2 separate regions of the Sus scrofa genome follow, and region 2 is linked to region 1. A link is a contact called in public HiChIP or PLAC-seq data. All regions are on one chromosome and are shown on one strand. Each heading gives the region's core, a stretch centred on a gene start, on an enhancer-like site or on the middle of the called end of the contact. The rest is flanking DNA. Distances are from core to core; before and after follow the strand shown.

Region 1 (7,349 bases), core at 1,353-3,852:
GTGTTGTGTACATCTTTGCATTCCTCACAGCACTAAGCACAACGCAATCTCCCGACCAATACACACCCACCCCCAGGAAGCCCATCTATTTCCAGAAACACCCACTGAACTCTCCCCTACCTCTTCTTTGTCCGATTCTTTGATCTGGTCTCTGCACACCTCTTTTTCCTTAGCTTCTCCTTCTTTTTGGTCTGCCATTTCTTTAGACATCTTCCTGATGGACCTCGCTGCCCCTAGATTTTCCACGCCAGTCACTTGTAGCTAGGTCATTAAGTGGTGATCTAGAAGTTGATACCTGTAGCTCATCACATTTTCCTGGAAATTGGGAATGGAGGGTCCCTGGGAGAGAAACGAAGAGTCAGGTGCTAAATGCTGTGTCAGAGTAGAGGGAGGAGGGGTGGAGTGGGGGGGGTGACTGCCCAGCTGATGTCAGATTTTCAAATGAGCAGGGTCTCCCGGCAGCCAGTACTGACTCCAATGCAGGGGCTGTCACAGGTCCAGACCACCCCATTTGAGGGGGGGAGTCTGCCTGGGACTCAGTTACTTTCAGCTCCTTTGGGGAGGGCTCTAGCCCAGACTCAGGATGCCTGCAATGGGGGAAGGGCAGGTTGTGAGACAGTAACGATGGGGGTGTGCACAGGGGCTGCAGGCAGAGCAGCTAGGCTCCCCCACTGGCCAGACGATTGGTATGCGCCAGGATCTGAGCAGCTCCTTCTAGCATCCTTCATCCTTCAGGTATTTGGGCAGTGCTTGAGCTGGAGAAACGGGGACCAGTCAGTCCTCCACCAGCCTCTGACCCTCCCCTCCCCCGTGGCCTTCTCTGTATTAGTTGCTTTGGCTGCTGCGTCAGATACTCTCAGCTGCAACTCCCTGCAAGGTGGGGCACCCATCTCAGGCAGAAGGTTTTGGTGCACCCCAGATCCCACTCCCCAGGACTGACACTGCCTGTGGCCTCAGGTGAGTAGGGAACATCCTGCTTTTCTCCCTTTGGGGCTCACGGGGGCGGGTGGGGGTTATGTGCTCTCCTCATCAGGGCGGGGCTCCTGTTTCTAGCTGGGGTTTTCCAAGCTGGCAACACACAGAGCTTGAGAGCTGTAAGCCTTGAATCATTAGTACGTTTAATGATCTGAGGCCCAGGCCATGTAGGAGTTTGGGGAGCTTCTCGTCCCACCTCTCCATTTCCTCAGCTTTGGAAGACAGGGGTGGGAAAGACCACTGGAGGTTGGGGATAAGAGGGAAGTAAAATACGGGAGCATATGACCCAGCCTCGTAAAGGCTGATGAGCGGGGGGCCTTCAGCTGAGACTGTGCAGGGCCCCCTATCATGCTCTGAGCTGTCTCTCTTTTCCAGGATGAAAGGGGAGACCCCTGTGAACAGCACTATGAGCATTGGGCAAGCCCGCAAGATGGTGGAACAGCTTAAGATTGAAGCTAGTTTGTGCAGGATAAAGGTGGGTGGGGCCCTAGATCCCAGTTGGCAGGGCTGTACTGTAGACTGCCAAACCTCAGGATGAGAGATGCTTTCTTTTCTTGAGATCAGAGGAGGAGTCCTGGGATCGGTAAGGAGAGCTGACCCCAAGCCTCCGTGGGTGACGCGGGAAGAGAAAACTGTCCTAAGGAGCCCTAGCGATGGCAAAAGAAAACCTATTTGGAGAGGGAGACTGCAGTCCAGGGTTTCTGGCTAACAATTGTCCTCCTGGCTGTGCCCCAGGTGTCCAAGGCAGCAGCAGACTTGATGACTTACTGTGATGCCCACGCCTGTGAGGATCCCCTCATCACCCCTGTGCCCACTTCGGAGAACCCTTTCAGGGAGAAGAAATTCTTCTGTGCCCTCCTCTGAGCTGCCCTGTCCCCTCCTCACAACTCTTCACCTCTCCCACTCCCTGGCCTTTTCTTACTTAGGTCAGGAATTGTCCTGAGCCCCTGAGGGTCCCCGCATCTCATCTCTAGCCCTTGCCCAACCCTGTGAAGTTATCTGAAGCACAAGACCTTCTCTCACCTATTTGCTGACCCCATTTCTTCGCCCACTCTGGCCGACCCAAAGCTCCCCGTGACTCGGGGCACCTTTAGCTCCTCCCACAGAAGGGCTGTCAGACTCTGCCGGGGTCCCGCCTGCTTCCCTCTGTGACCTGCTCAGACAATGGAGAGAGGGATGGAGTGGGTGCCTGCTGTCAGTCTCACCTGGAGCTGCTGGAAGGTAAAGCCTTTTGAAGAATAAAGTCATCCAGAGTCTCAGAGGGCAGCTTCTGTGTTAGCGTTCTTGGGGGAGAAGATCATCAGTCAATAGTTTTGGTGGTTAGAAAGGCGTGTCATAACCAGGGTCAGTCAAAGCAGGTTAGACATTGTCTAGGATCAGAGATCCTGCGACGTTAAGGGGAGGGGGAAACGGATGGCGGGCACGGCACGTGTCTTAAGTGGAAGAATTAAGTTACAACAGACACTCAGGCGATGGAGAGCGCGCGCAAACACACACACACACACACACACACACAGGCAATGAAGAAAATGAAAATGAAAACAGACCAAACGGGGTAGATTTAGGGAGGGAGCCGGAGGGGAGTCGTAGACAGAAGGAACCCAGTGAAAGGGGAGGAGCTTGGTTTCAGTCCCAGCGAAGGGGCCGGTTTTATTTCTAACATGGCCGCGCCCAGAGCAAGTCTCCTTCCAAGATGGCCGCTGCCAGGGGAACCTGCGCCAATATGGCGGCCGCACGTCACAGCGTTTCACCGTACACGGCTTCTCTGGGCCCATACTTAAAATGGCGGTCCTAGGCGCTCAGCGTGCTCAATATGGTCCCTTCCGTGTTCATCTACCTCAAAATGGCTGCCCCTGCTGTCGCCAACTGGATTCCCACTCCTGCCCACTCTGGAGGCTGGAGGCCGACGTCCACTCGATTCAGGTGAAGGCGTGCGGCGGCTATAAGCCAAGGATTAAGGGACAAGGGGACCCCAGCAAGCACGCTGGCAGTAGGCATAGGTTTCCACAGTCTGCCTAACAGACGGTCCCGTTGGAGCGGAAACGTGTGAGGACAACGCCCGGCGCCGTGTATTTCAGCGCGCTGCTTCTCGGTCGCCTCCCTAGGGGTTGGTTAAGCCCCAAATTGTTCAGTCTGGGCTTCCTGGTGGAACTGGGGCGTGCTGTTCCCCACTTCCCATTATTCAGGCCCACCCGCCAGGAGCAATGTCCCCGCCCGCGTGTGCCCGCCACCCCTCGGAGCGGCCCAGCGAGCTGCCGGGTCGGAGGTTCAGCGTCTCACGAGTGTCTGCGGGACTCAAATTTTGGACGCAAACTTAGCGGAGGTTTTGTAAGAGCCAAAATGCCTTTCTAGAAGCCTCTTCCTTCCAAGGGAAAGACAGATATGGAAGTGGGACCGGGGCCAAGGCAGAGACCGTGCGAGTCTCAGAATGTCTGCTCCTCGCGGATGGTCAGATTCCTCCCCCACCCCTCAATTCAGGGGTGCATCCTTGGGGGAGGGAGGGGAAGCCTAGGTCAGTTCGTGCTTTGTCCCGGGACACACTTGGGAGAAGGGGGCTGCCTTGCGGTGAGAGGGGGTGACCTGTATGAGAGATAGCAGGTCACCCCAGCTTCCCCACGCGTTCACGCAGGAAGACAGCAGGGGGAGGGGAACAGACAGGAAACCTAAGGAACTGAACTTAGTTTCCTAAGATGTCTCCGCAGGCCCCAGGGGTGCCCAGTGAACTTGGGGCACCTTCAGGAATAGCACCTGTCCAGGTGTTGATGCATTCTTGAGCCCTCCTAGGTTATGGGGATATATATATTTTTTATTAATGAATTTATTACATTTATAGTTGTACAATGATCATCACAATCCAATTTTACAGGATTTCCATCCCACAACCCCAGCGCATCTCCCCCCCCCCCAAACTGTCTCCTTTGGAAACCATAAGTTTTTCAGTCTGTGAGTCAGTATCTGTTCTGTAAAGAAGGGTTCTGGGGATATTTAATTAATCCCCTCATCCCTGAGAGAAGGAAACAGGGAAAGTAACCTGGCTGCCCTCCTGAAGTAGGGACTTGGCCTCCTTTTGTTCAGGAGTCTGCTTAGTTCTTTCTTGGTGCTGATGAAACAAAAGCAAGTCTGGTTTTTGGTGGTTTTTTTTTTTTTTTTTGGTCTTTTTAGGGCCACACCCACCGCACATGGAGGTTCCCAGGCTAGGGGTCCAATCGGAGCTGTAGCCGTCACAGCAAGGCAGGATCCAAGCCTCATCTGCAACCTACGCCACAGTTCATGGCAACATCAGATCCTTAACCCACTGAACGAGGCCAGGGATTGAACCTTCATCCTCATGGATGCTAGTCAGGTTCATTAATGCTAAGCCACGACGGGAACTCCAAAGCAAGTCTGTTTTTGTTTAGTTTTTTCTTTTTATGGCCACACCTGTAGCACATGGATGGAAGTTCCTGGGCCAGGGGTTGAATTGGAACTGCAGCTGCAGGCCTGTGCCACAGCCATGCCGGATCTGAGCTGCATCTGTGATATGACCTATACCACAGCTTGCGGCAATTCTGGATCTTTAACCCACTGAGCAAGGTCAGGGATGAAACCTGCATTCTCACAGACACTGTCAGGTTCTTAACTTGCTAAGACACAACGGGAACTCCAAGTCTGCTTTAATCTCTGCATCCCGTCAGTGTCTGGCATATAGCAGACATTCAAATACCTGATGATTGAAGTTCCCGTTGTGGCACAGCAGAAATGAATCCGACTAGGAACCATGAGGTTGCGGGTTTGATCCCTGGCCTCGCTCAGTGGGTTAAAAATCTGGCGTTGCCATGAGCTGTGTGTGGTGTAAGTCATAGATGCAGCTTGGATACTGTGCTGCTGTGGCTGTGGTGTAGGCTGGCAGCTGTAGCTCCAATTTGACCCCTAGCCTGGGAACCTCCATATGCCGCAGGTGCAGCCCTAAAAAGCAAAATAAATTAATAAACAAATACCTGACAAATGGATTGTTCTATACACGCTTAAATAGCAGACAGCATAAACGGCACTAAAAGAAACTTTTGCTTTTCCTACAGTATCAGTGTTGGGCAAATGCCAGAGGAGTTAAGTGAAAATTTCCACATTAGTTCAGACATGGTAAAAAGCCACAAGTGCTCAATAAATGCAGTCTTTTGTGTGTGTGTGTGGCATATAGAGTTCCTGGGCCAGGGATCAGATCTGAGCCACAGTAGTGACCTAAGCTGTGGCAACGCTAGATCCTTAACCCACTGTGCCGCGCCAGGGATCAAACCTGCATCCCAGTGCTCTCAAGATGCCATCAATCCCCCTGCACCATGGCAGCAACTCCACATGTAATCTTGACATTAGGTTATTTTTTAAGGAAAAGCAGCCTCTGGAGTTCCCACCATGGTGTAGTGGGTTAGGAATCTCACTGCGGCAGCTCAGGTTGCTGTGTTGGTGTGGGTTTGATCCCTGGCCTGGTGTGGTGGGTTGAAGGATCTGGTGTTGCCTCAGCTACATCTAGGGTCTCAGCTGTAGCTCAGATGCAGGCCCTGGTATGGGAGGTTCTACATTCTGCAGGTGCAGCCATGACATTAAAAAAACAAACAAAACAAAACAAAACAAAAAGCCTCTGCTCAATTTTTCTGCACAATTTTCATACTCATCAGATTAGAGGTGAATGGCTGAAACCTTAGTTGGGGGAAAAGGGGAGCTTAAAGTTGACTAGAGACAAGGCATGAGCTATAAATAACCATTTAAAATGATTAGCTGTAACACTGAGTAACTTTCAGTATCCTCGAGAATGGGCAGACCCTGAAAATCGAGGATAGCCTTTGGGCCCAAAGCTCTAAGTCCGTGGGGTAGGAATCTGTGTCATACACAAAGGCGGTAACAAGAGTCGTAACTAGATCTGTATCACCCCTGCTTCAGAACATTAGATGTCAGGAGCCTGTGGCACCCCGGCCTTAGTAAGCCCCTGTTTATTAGAAATTACAGTCACCATCAGTTAGGTGCTAGTGATACAAGAGTGCTTTTGTTAAAGTTACTCTTTCATTCTACAGATTCCCTAGGAAAGAATCCCTATTAAACATCTTTTGTTGAATAAGTGGGCCTTTCCTCCTAAGCGGTCATTACTTACAGGTAAACTTTTTTGGCTCCTAATTGGAGCCCTATATTCAGTCATCCCACTGGTTTTAGTATAAGCCAAATACACACAGGTCATGTGTTGTAATTTACTTTTCTTCTACTCCAATGGCTCAAGCTCTTAGTAGTAAGCCCTTAAGAAAGCCGACAACCCCTGTGTGAAGGTATGGCTGGTTCCCAAGTGAAAACATGGCAGGATAGGAAGAGGAGAGCCCTCGCTGGATGGAACCAAGTACAATGTGAGGAGCAGCATCGGAAATAAATAGATTAAAGCCCCCAATGACACACTCCACCCAGTCAGTGCAGCCACAGAAATAGGGTGAATTCAGTTCAAATGGTTATTTATTCTAAAACTGGAAGCTACTGTGCCTACATTTTGCCAGAATGTTGTAATGAGAACAGGGGAAGAAGAAAGAGTTACAGATGTAAACAATGACACAGTTACATTTTTTTTTTTAAATGGTAAAACCCTTTTTACTGGCCACTTCCAAGAATGCTTTACAGGTTGTGCAAAGACATTTACAGGCTCCATGTGGTGTTTGTTTTTCTCACAAGCTTTTCCATCTACAAGAAAGAACTACAACAGACGTCTGATAAAACACTAAACAAGTCTTCTAAGGAAAACAAGGCTAGGGATCCCCTCCTGTTAATCCATACTTCCCCCCTTAACATTGTTTTTTTCAAAATAAAAAGACAGACAGAAACAAAACTCAGACATCTACTGTTGTTTCGAGTGATCTCTTGGACTAAGTCGACAAAGACGTGGCAGTTTCACTCTTCACCCACCTAGAAAAACAGCTTTCTTTAAAAAGATGACTTTCTAGTGTCAAAAATTAACAGCAAGTACCTTGCCTAGCCCCACCCCCACCCCCCAAAAAACCCTGAAGTGGCTTAAGCTTTGTCCCCCGGCCCTGGAGGCCTAGCATCCCCAAACCATATCTTAGACGATAAAAAGATGCTGTTTGCTGGAGGACTAAATGTTGGAAGAGGGGTGGCAGCTTCTGCCTCAGATTCAATTTTCTGTTATAACATAATCTTGCCCGAAGGGAATTTCGTTGGGCTCTGGTTTTTACCTCCTTGCCCTGACACTATGAGCAAAGCTTTTTCAAAAACCCCCTTAACAGTAATGTTAGTGGGTTACAGAGAAGTTCATGCAATCACTTCACCCACTGCCACACACAAATCCATCTGACGGCACCACAGCAGAAGGAGGTGCCAGAGAAAGGACATCATTATGAGCAAACAAA
Region 2 (7,349 bases), core at 2,845-5,344, 67 kb before region 1:
ATACCCATCCTTGATCCTGCCCGCCGGGATCCTCATCCCACCTCTCCCATCCCCCGTCCATCATCATCCAGAGCCAGGTTTCGATGCCCACCATATCCCCTTACCCGAGTGCAGTTGGCAGCGCGGGGCTCCAGGTCCTTGGGATCTACGAGGTGGCTGAGGAGGCTGCTCTCCAGGTGGCCCCGAGGAGCAGCAGCATCAAAGCGGGCACTGGGCTTAGCCAACAGCAAGGGCAGAGCGACAGCAAATCCCGCCATATCCACCGGGAAGGGCCTGTTGGGCTCCCACGCCGTGTGGAAGCCCACAACCCGGCCATCCTGCACCCGAGGGCCCTCGAATCGCAGGCCGCCCACCAGCCCGACGGGCCACACCGAGACTCCACGGGTCCAGCGCATCTAACAGACATCAGCAAAGAAGAAACAGTCAGGAGGGGGCGGCGGGAGCAGCAGGAAGGACCCCTGGAGTCCCTCTGCGCCCGCTGCTCCCCACTCCTCACCCAGAGAAGCGGACAAAGCTGGTCCCACCTGACCCCGTTTCCCCATCCCCATCCCAGGACTCACCTCCTCAAAGAGCTCCCGGCTGTAGGTGTTGTCATCGTCAGCAAAATACACGACTCCCCGGGTCCCTGGTGGGGGTGGGTCTTTCTCTCCCCCCACAGCGCCCCCTCCACTGCGGAGCCAGTCCAGGGCTCTGTTCCGTTGCTCTACACCTCGGGGGCGAACCCAGCCTGGCTCGCCCTCCCGGAGCCGCTGGGCCTTGGGGGTGAGGACCGCCAGATGTGTGAAGAGGAGGCCAGAGGCAGCCAGCAGCCCTGAGACCAATGGGGTGGGGCCCTCAGCGTCCTCCACCAGCAGCCAGTGCAGCCGGGGCACCAGGCTCAGGGTCTGGGACAGCCGCACCAGCTCTGCCTTCTGCACCAGCCTGCAGGGGGAAAGATGCAGCAGGAGGGAAAGGAGTAGACACCATCTGCCCTCTCCAGGGGGTACACGGAGCTGCTCCTGGGCCAGTCCTAGCATCCCCCGTGACCTTTCCCTGGCCGGTACCCAAACTCTGCTTGCCTGTCAACTTCACGCTGACACTCACCTGCCCTGTCCCTCTTTCTTGCTCTCTTTTTTGGCTATGCCTGTGGAATGCAGAAGTTCCTGGGGCAAGGGATTGAACCCGTGTCACACGGCAGTGACAATGTTGAATCCTTAACCGCTGGCCACGAGGGAACTCCCAACCCCTGTTCTTCTAATCCATGCCTGTCACTCACCTCAACCCCGGGGCTCTGATGGTGGGACACTATAAACGAAGGGCACAGGCTTTCAAATCAGATCTGTTTGTACCTTGTCAGGTGAGACGCCGGGGAAATGGCTCCATCTCCCCGAGCCTCAGTTTCCTTGGCTGTAAAATGGGAGTAACAGTACTTTTTTGGGGGGTGGGGCCATACCAGCGGCACACGGAGGTTCCCAGGCTAGGGGTCGAATTGGAGCTGTAGCTACCAGCCTACACCACAGGATCTGAGCCGTTTCTGCAACCTACACCACAGCTCACAGCAACACCAGATCCTTAACCCATTAAGCAAGGCTGGGGATCGAACCTGCATCCTCATGGATACTAGTCAGATTCATTTCCGCTGGCCACGACAGGAACTCTGGGAGTAATAGTACTTTACAACAAGGTTGTTTTACAAGATTAAATAAAATCATGACTATTTAGAATATCAGTAGGACTGCGTTCTTTGCCTCCTGTTCTTGGGTTTCCAGTGAGGAGTTTAGAGTAGCCCCTCGGCTCATTCCTCTTCAGAGGAGGAAAACTGGTCTGAGTTTAGACAGGAACTGGGAAGGTGGGGCCCAGTCTCTTGCAGGCTTCTTTACCCTTCTGATGGGCCTGCCCCCTTCAGGGCTGGTGGGCGGGGGCAGGGGGAGATGGTCTAGAGATGCCAGGCCTAGGTGGTCAGCCACCTGATTCCAGGGAGGTGTTAGCAAGCTCTTTTACCTAGAGATCCAACTGCCACCCCCAGTTGGTTTGTATCACCAATAAAGCTACATTTTATTTTATTGTTTAAAGGAATATATTTATTTATTTATTTTGCTTTCTAGGGCTGCACCCTTGGCATATGGAAGTTCCTAGGCTAGGGGTTGAATTGGAGCTGCAGCTGCCAGCCTACACCACAGTCACAGCAATGTAGGATCCGAGCCACACCTGTGACCTACACACCACAGCTCATGGCAACGCCAGATCCTTAACCCACTGAGGCCAGGGATTGAACCTGTGTCCTCATGGATACCAGTCAGGTTCGTTGTCGCGGAGCAACTTCAGGAACTCCCCCTTGTCTGTATGAATAGGAAAACGTTTTCCCACACATCTCTGAGTCATGATGTGGTTCATTTAGCCTGTAATTTGGCATGTCCTAGTTTGAACAATATCCCCTGGCCCAGTGCTTCACCAAACTCATCATCAACCCCAGACTCCCCGTCCATGCTGATCTTGGCTGCACCAGAGCCCATACCTGGCATAGGTGGGGGTAACAACATAGATAGTAGGCAGAGCCTCAGGTTCAGGGGGCTGGGCAGGGGCAGGGGGTGGGCGACGGAGATCGGCTTGCAGCTGGGAAATCCTCAGATCCTTCTGTCGGAGCTGCTCTGCTGCTGCCCGCAGGGGAGGGAGGCAGTCACATGGCTGGCCTGGTCCCAGGAAGCAGGGATGGGGGGCAGAGAACCACAGTATGTTCAGCATCCCAAAGGGCCATAACCTTCTTGGTCAACTAGCCAATGCAAGGCTCTCCTTACGACTTCTCGAACAGCCTTTCTACACCTCCGGTGAGGGGAACTCACTGCCTCAATTAGCAGCCCCTCTCCAACTTTATTAATTCCGTCCATTACAATTTTCAGTTGGCTGTTTGAGCTGATTATCTGCCTCCACCCTTTCTACCTGCTGGTCCTCATGTTGCCTTCTGGAGCCATAAAGAACAAGCTGCTCTCCGAGAACAGGACAGACTTTCAAATACCTGAGGATCATGCAGTGGCCCAGTCTCTAAAGCCCTGCATAAGAGGCAGGGTTCAATCTGTTCCGTTGGCTGTGTGACCAAAGACTCATTAAATTCATTGATTCCATCACTGGATAAATATTTATTGAATGCTCCTCCTGGGAGGCACTGTCTTAGGTGCCAGGGATGCTGCAGGAAACCAATCAGACATGGTCCCTACCCTCAGGGAGGTTTCAGTTTTATTGGAGGAGCTGGACACTAAGCAAAGAAACAAATTAATAAAATTAATAAAATCATTAGAAACTATGGTAGGGGCCGTGAAGGAAACGAATAGAATAGCGACTAGAAGAGAACCCAGAAAAAGAAGAGTTATTTTAGCTAAGGTGATCAGCAAAGGCCTCCGTGAGGCGATGACATGTGAGCTGTGACCTGAAGGATGAGAAAAGCAGCTGGGAAAGAGCTGGGAGAAAAGCACTACGGACAGAGGGGACCGGTTAGGCGCTTGAGAGCAATGAGTGTGGGGTTTTGGAGGTACTCATGAAGCCAGTGTGGCCGGAGCAGAGCGAGCGAGAGGGGAAGGAAATGGAGTTGGAGAGGCAGACCGCGGCAGGATCATGCGGGGCTTTGCAGGCTCTGGGAAGGAGTCTGCTGTCGCCCGAGATACAGCGAGCAGCAGCGGTGAGTCTAGAGAGGGCTGCCGGAGGGCCGACACGGGTGAATGGGGTCTGCACGGGGATCAGCCCCAGGGACGGGATGCGCGGCGGCGGGCGCCCTCCGGCTGGCCCGCCGCACCCCCGCCCCGCCCCGCTCACCGAGCTGCACCAGCGCGTAGAGGAGGCCGGCAATCGACACCAGGAAGTAGGCGAGGAACACGTTCTTCAGCTTTAGCTTCATGGCCGCGCCGCCGCCGGCGCCGGGGCAGGCGGGTGCGGCGGGGACGAGGGGTCCCCGCCCCCCGCCCTCCAGCCTTCAAGCCCCGCCCCTGAAGCGGCCCCGCCCCGTGTCCCGCCCTCCTCGCGCTCCTCTCGACGGGCTCCCGGGAGCTGGGACTGACGGCGCCCGTCGGGGCCCACTTCCGGTCAGTCTGTACACCCCTCCGGGTCAATTTCCGGTCCCACCGCCTAGTTCTGGAACCACGGGAGTGGTGACGTCATATCCGGCGTGTCAGGCGCCCGTGGCCGGCAGTTAGAAGCCAAGTAGGGTGCATGGGAGTGGCTTTGAGACCCTTCCCTTCATCTCCAGCCCTTGTGCGCAGATTTTCTCCACATATTCATTCATTCATCCATCAGTCACTGGCCGCAGCAACAGTAGCTCAATAAGTACTTGCTACACGAATGAGTGACATCTAGGGCCTGTCATGTACCAAGCCTGAGCTCTGGTCTCAATCTTCACTATAATCTTTTGGTATAGTCCCCATTTTATAGATAACTTCGGTTGCCCCAAATTATTTAATTCCCACTGTGCAATTTTCTACGTCCTTCTAGATACCTGACTCCAGGATCTGTACTACTTCCTCTGACCGATTATTTTTAAACATGACAATAGGGGTGGGGGGGGGTGGCAAGGCAAAGAGCTAGCTCCCTGGAATTAACTGGAAGTATTACAAGCTAAAGAATTCTATGAATACATCCCCTAAGTCCTCATATGAATAAGCCATCCTGAGCATTTTCCCCCAAAACCAAAAAAATTAGTTTCTTGTATAATAATCTCTAAGACTTGCAGTCTACAGAATGGAGGAATTTTATTTCCTGTCACTAAAATACTAGGACTTTTTTTTTTTTTTTTTTTTTTGTCTTCTTGCCTTTTCTAGGGCCACTCCCATGGCATATGGAGGTTCCCAGGCTAGAAGTCAAATCAGAGCTGTAGCCACCAGCCTACACCAGAGCCATAGCAACAAGAATCCAAACCACATCTGCAACCTACACCACAGCTCATGGCAACCGGAGTCCTTAACCCACTGAGCAAGGCCAGGGATCGAACCTGCAACCTCATGGTTCCTAGTCAGATTCGTTAACCACTGCGCCACAACAGGATCTCCAAAATATTAGGACAATTTTTAAAATGCTGCAAAGAGCAGCAGGCATTAGTGTGAGAACATCTGACATATAGCTATTTCTATTCAAGAGGGATCCCATCAACTTTGGTCTGCACTATTAACTAGGTGTAAAATCTGTTGACTTTGTGGGCTCCTCTATGAAAATACTGGCATCAAGCAAGCTGAAGAACGCTTGTACTCACTCATTTTACTGACTCAATAAGGCTTCTGCTGAAGCTAAATGAAAATGTCAGGCCCTAGGCTTTTAAGGGTCTGTGGTTCAGGCCAGAACTAGAATCCAGACAACAGTTATTTATGGTTTATCTCTTTATTGTTTCTCCTTTTATCAAAACCTGTCACGGCTGGAGGCCAAGAGGAAGTAAAAAAAATTCCCACAAATATTCCCCCTCGCCCCCAGTTAGTCCTTGCCCACCCCACCCCCTACCCAGGGCTTTGGGCCACCCCTGGGCGCACATGATCATCTCTCCCCCACCCTCAGCCTTCTCCCAGCAATAAATACAGATGACCGTGATTCGATGAAACCACAACTGATTTCTCCATCTTGAATGCCCCTCAACGGGACAAAATTTTAGGAGGCAAGAGAAGTTTTGTTTATCCCCTCTCAGGGAGTGGAAACTTCCTTCCCCCAAAGGACAGGGGAGGTAGAACTGCCCCTGTCAGAACTGCAGCAGCTCTAGAAAGAAGCGGGGAGAGGAAAACTTGGGAGCCAGGGAAGAGGACGTTTTCCAGCAACCTCACTCCTGTGATCCATTCATCCCTCATCAGGTAAGGGGTGGTCCCAGTGTATCGATGGGGCATTAAAAGGGAAGGGCTGACAGAGGAAGAAATAAAAGGAGGGAGAGCAGTTCGGTGGGGAGGGAAGGGGAAGGAGAAAAGCAGCCCTAAAGCTCACTGCCCTTATCTTCTTCCAAGAAATGGCATCAACACACAAGAGACATGAATGGAGAGGGTCTGGAGGAGATTCAGGGCCCCCAAAAGAAAGAAAAGAGGAGGGAAAGCAAGGGCCCTATGGTCCCCAGGTCTTCACAGGTGATTGTGCTCCAGTTCGAGCAACAGAGTACTGGGAGATGAAGGGAGATCTGGTGTCAGTGGGGTGGGAGAGATCAGGTCACAAAAGGAATTCAAGCCCAGGGACAGCCCTCTCACCCTGCCCAGACGTCGGCATAAGAAAGGTGAAGTCTGGGGAAGGTCAAACTCCAAGGCAGAAGGAAGTGTAACTCTCAATCACCACCGCACCCCATCCCAACATCCCATGGGTTATCGCAGGTGAATGCTCCAGTCGGATGCCACATTGACGCCAGGCTTGCGCAGGATCAACACAGAGGTCTCAGGGTCATGCTGGAAGGACAGGCGGCTTTCAGGAGATCCTGGTGGAGGAAGAAGAAAGAACGCCATAGTCGTAGCAACTACTTTCCCTCATCTATAGGCCACAACCCTGCCCCTGCTTTCCCCGCTGCCCTGCGGGGCCAGATCCCTCACTCACCTTTTGTCTGGAGTACCACAGTTGCTGGCTTTCCAGCCCCTATTATCACCACCCGCTCAATCCAGACAGGTGTCTCAAAGTGGCCTTTGGAGTCTGCTGAGCTGGAGAGAACAAAAATGGATACCCATCAGGGAAAAAAGATGTCAGAGCAGAAAGAAAAGAGGGAACAACAAGGTCACGATACAAGAAAAGAACACAATGGCTCTAAGCCTCCCTGAGGCCAGCCTTCTCCTTCAGAGGCTGCCAAGGAAGAAAGGGGACTGCCATACCTGGAGACAAGGGTGTTGCCAGAGAATGAGAATCGACGCAGCAGGAACTCATGGCCAGTCTGATAGTTGAATGTGTGCCCATCGTCGAGAAAGAGCTCTCCTTGGGCTGTACCCTGGGCAGGAAATGGGGTAGATGAGACCCTGAGCCCAAGGAGCAGTGAGGGGCACAGCCCCAAGGGACTGAATCCTAGGGAGGTAGGCAGACAGTCGCAGAGGCTCCCTGCCTGTGCGCTCACCTGGGGACTGAGTGCAACGAAGAGAGTGATGGGGTCGTCCTTCATGCAGTCTGAGGAACGCCGCACTCGCATCCATCGGGGCACAATGGTCCCTCCGCGCTGGAACACAGGGATCTAGGGCAAGAGCAGTGCGGGGATGAAGCAGCCCTGTTGCTCAATCCTGGGCCCTGCAGCACCTTTTGCTCCTGCATATCTGTGCCCCGCTTAGGAACTGGACTGCAAAGCATACACACTCTCCCCTTCTGGAAACCTGCAGGCAGACGGAGCTGGCAGCGGGCCCAGGCATACTTACGCTGCTTAGAGTTACAGGCAGGTACAGGGTCTGCGGACCATG

The links. HiChIP or PLAC-seq counts read pairs in DNA pulled down with a chosen protein or histone mark.
Region 2: an H3K27ac HiChIP or PLAC-seq map of alveolar macrophages shows a contact between it and region 1. The contact joins the promoter of B3GAT3 here to the promoter of BSCL2 in region 1. A contact is called at or near these places in 2 of 5 promoter capture datasets (fetal skeletal muscle and liver), 10 of 47 Hi-C or Micro-C datasets (blood, embryonic fibroblasts, liver and 4 more) and 2 of 2 datasets of contacts at active chromatin or transcription factors (alveolar macrophages and skeletal muscle).

The regions. Positions count from the first base shown.
Region 1 is chr2:9,047,984-9,055,332 of Sscrofa11.1, reverse strand. BSCL2 (BSCL2, seipin lipid droplet biogenesis associated) reads right to left here and starts at 2,602. Exons shown (of 14, transcript NM_001348785.1): 1 at 2,523-2,602; 2 at 2,181-2,258; 3 at 121-339. The coding sequence starts at 210. It overlaps GNG3 (guanine nucleotide-binding protein G(I)/G(S)/G(O) subunit gamma-3), which reads left to right and starts at 263. Exons shown (of 3, transcript XM_013994205.2): 1 at 263-957; 2 at 1,351-1,450; 3 at 1,711-2,234. The coding sequence starts at 1,352. The coding sequence ends at 1,839. HNRNPUL2 (heterogeneous nuclear ribonucleoprotein U-like protein 2) reads right to left here. Exons shown (of 15, transcript XM_005660783.3): 15 at 6,427-7,349.
Region 2 is chr2:9,116,366-9,123,714 of Sscrofa11.1, reverse strand. It overlaps B3GAT3 (galactosylgalactosylxylosylprotein 3-beta-glucuronosyltransferase 3), which reads right to left and starts at 4,094. Exons shown (of 5, transcript XM_013994208.2): 1 at 3,784-4,094; 2 at 2,495-3,229; 3 at 561-921; 4 at 105-395. The coding sequence starts at 2,721. GANAB (glucosidase II alpha subunit) reads right to left here. Exons shown (of 24, transcript NM_213904.1): 20 at 7,308-7,349; 21 at 7,016-7,129; 22 at 6,780-6,892; 23 at 6,511-6,611; 24 at 5,321-6,394. The coding sequence ends at 6,285.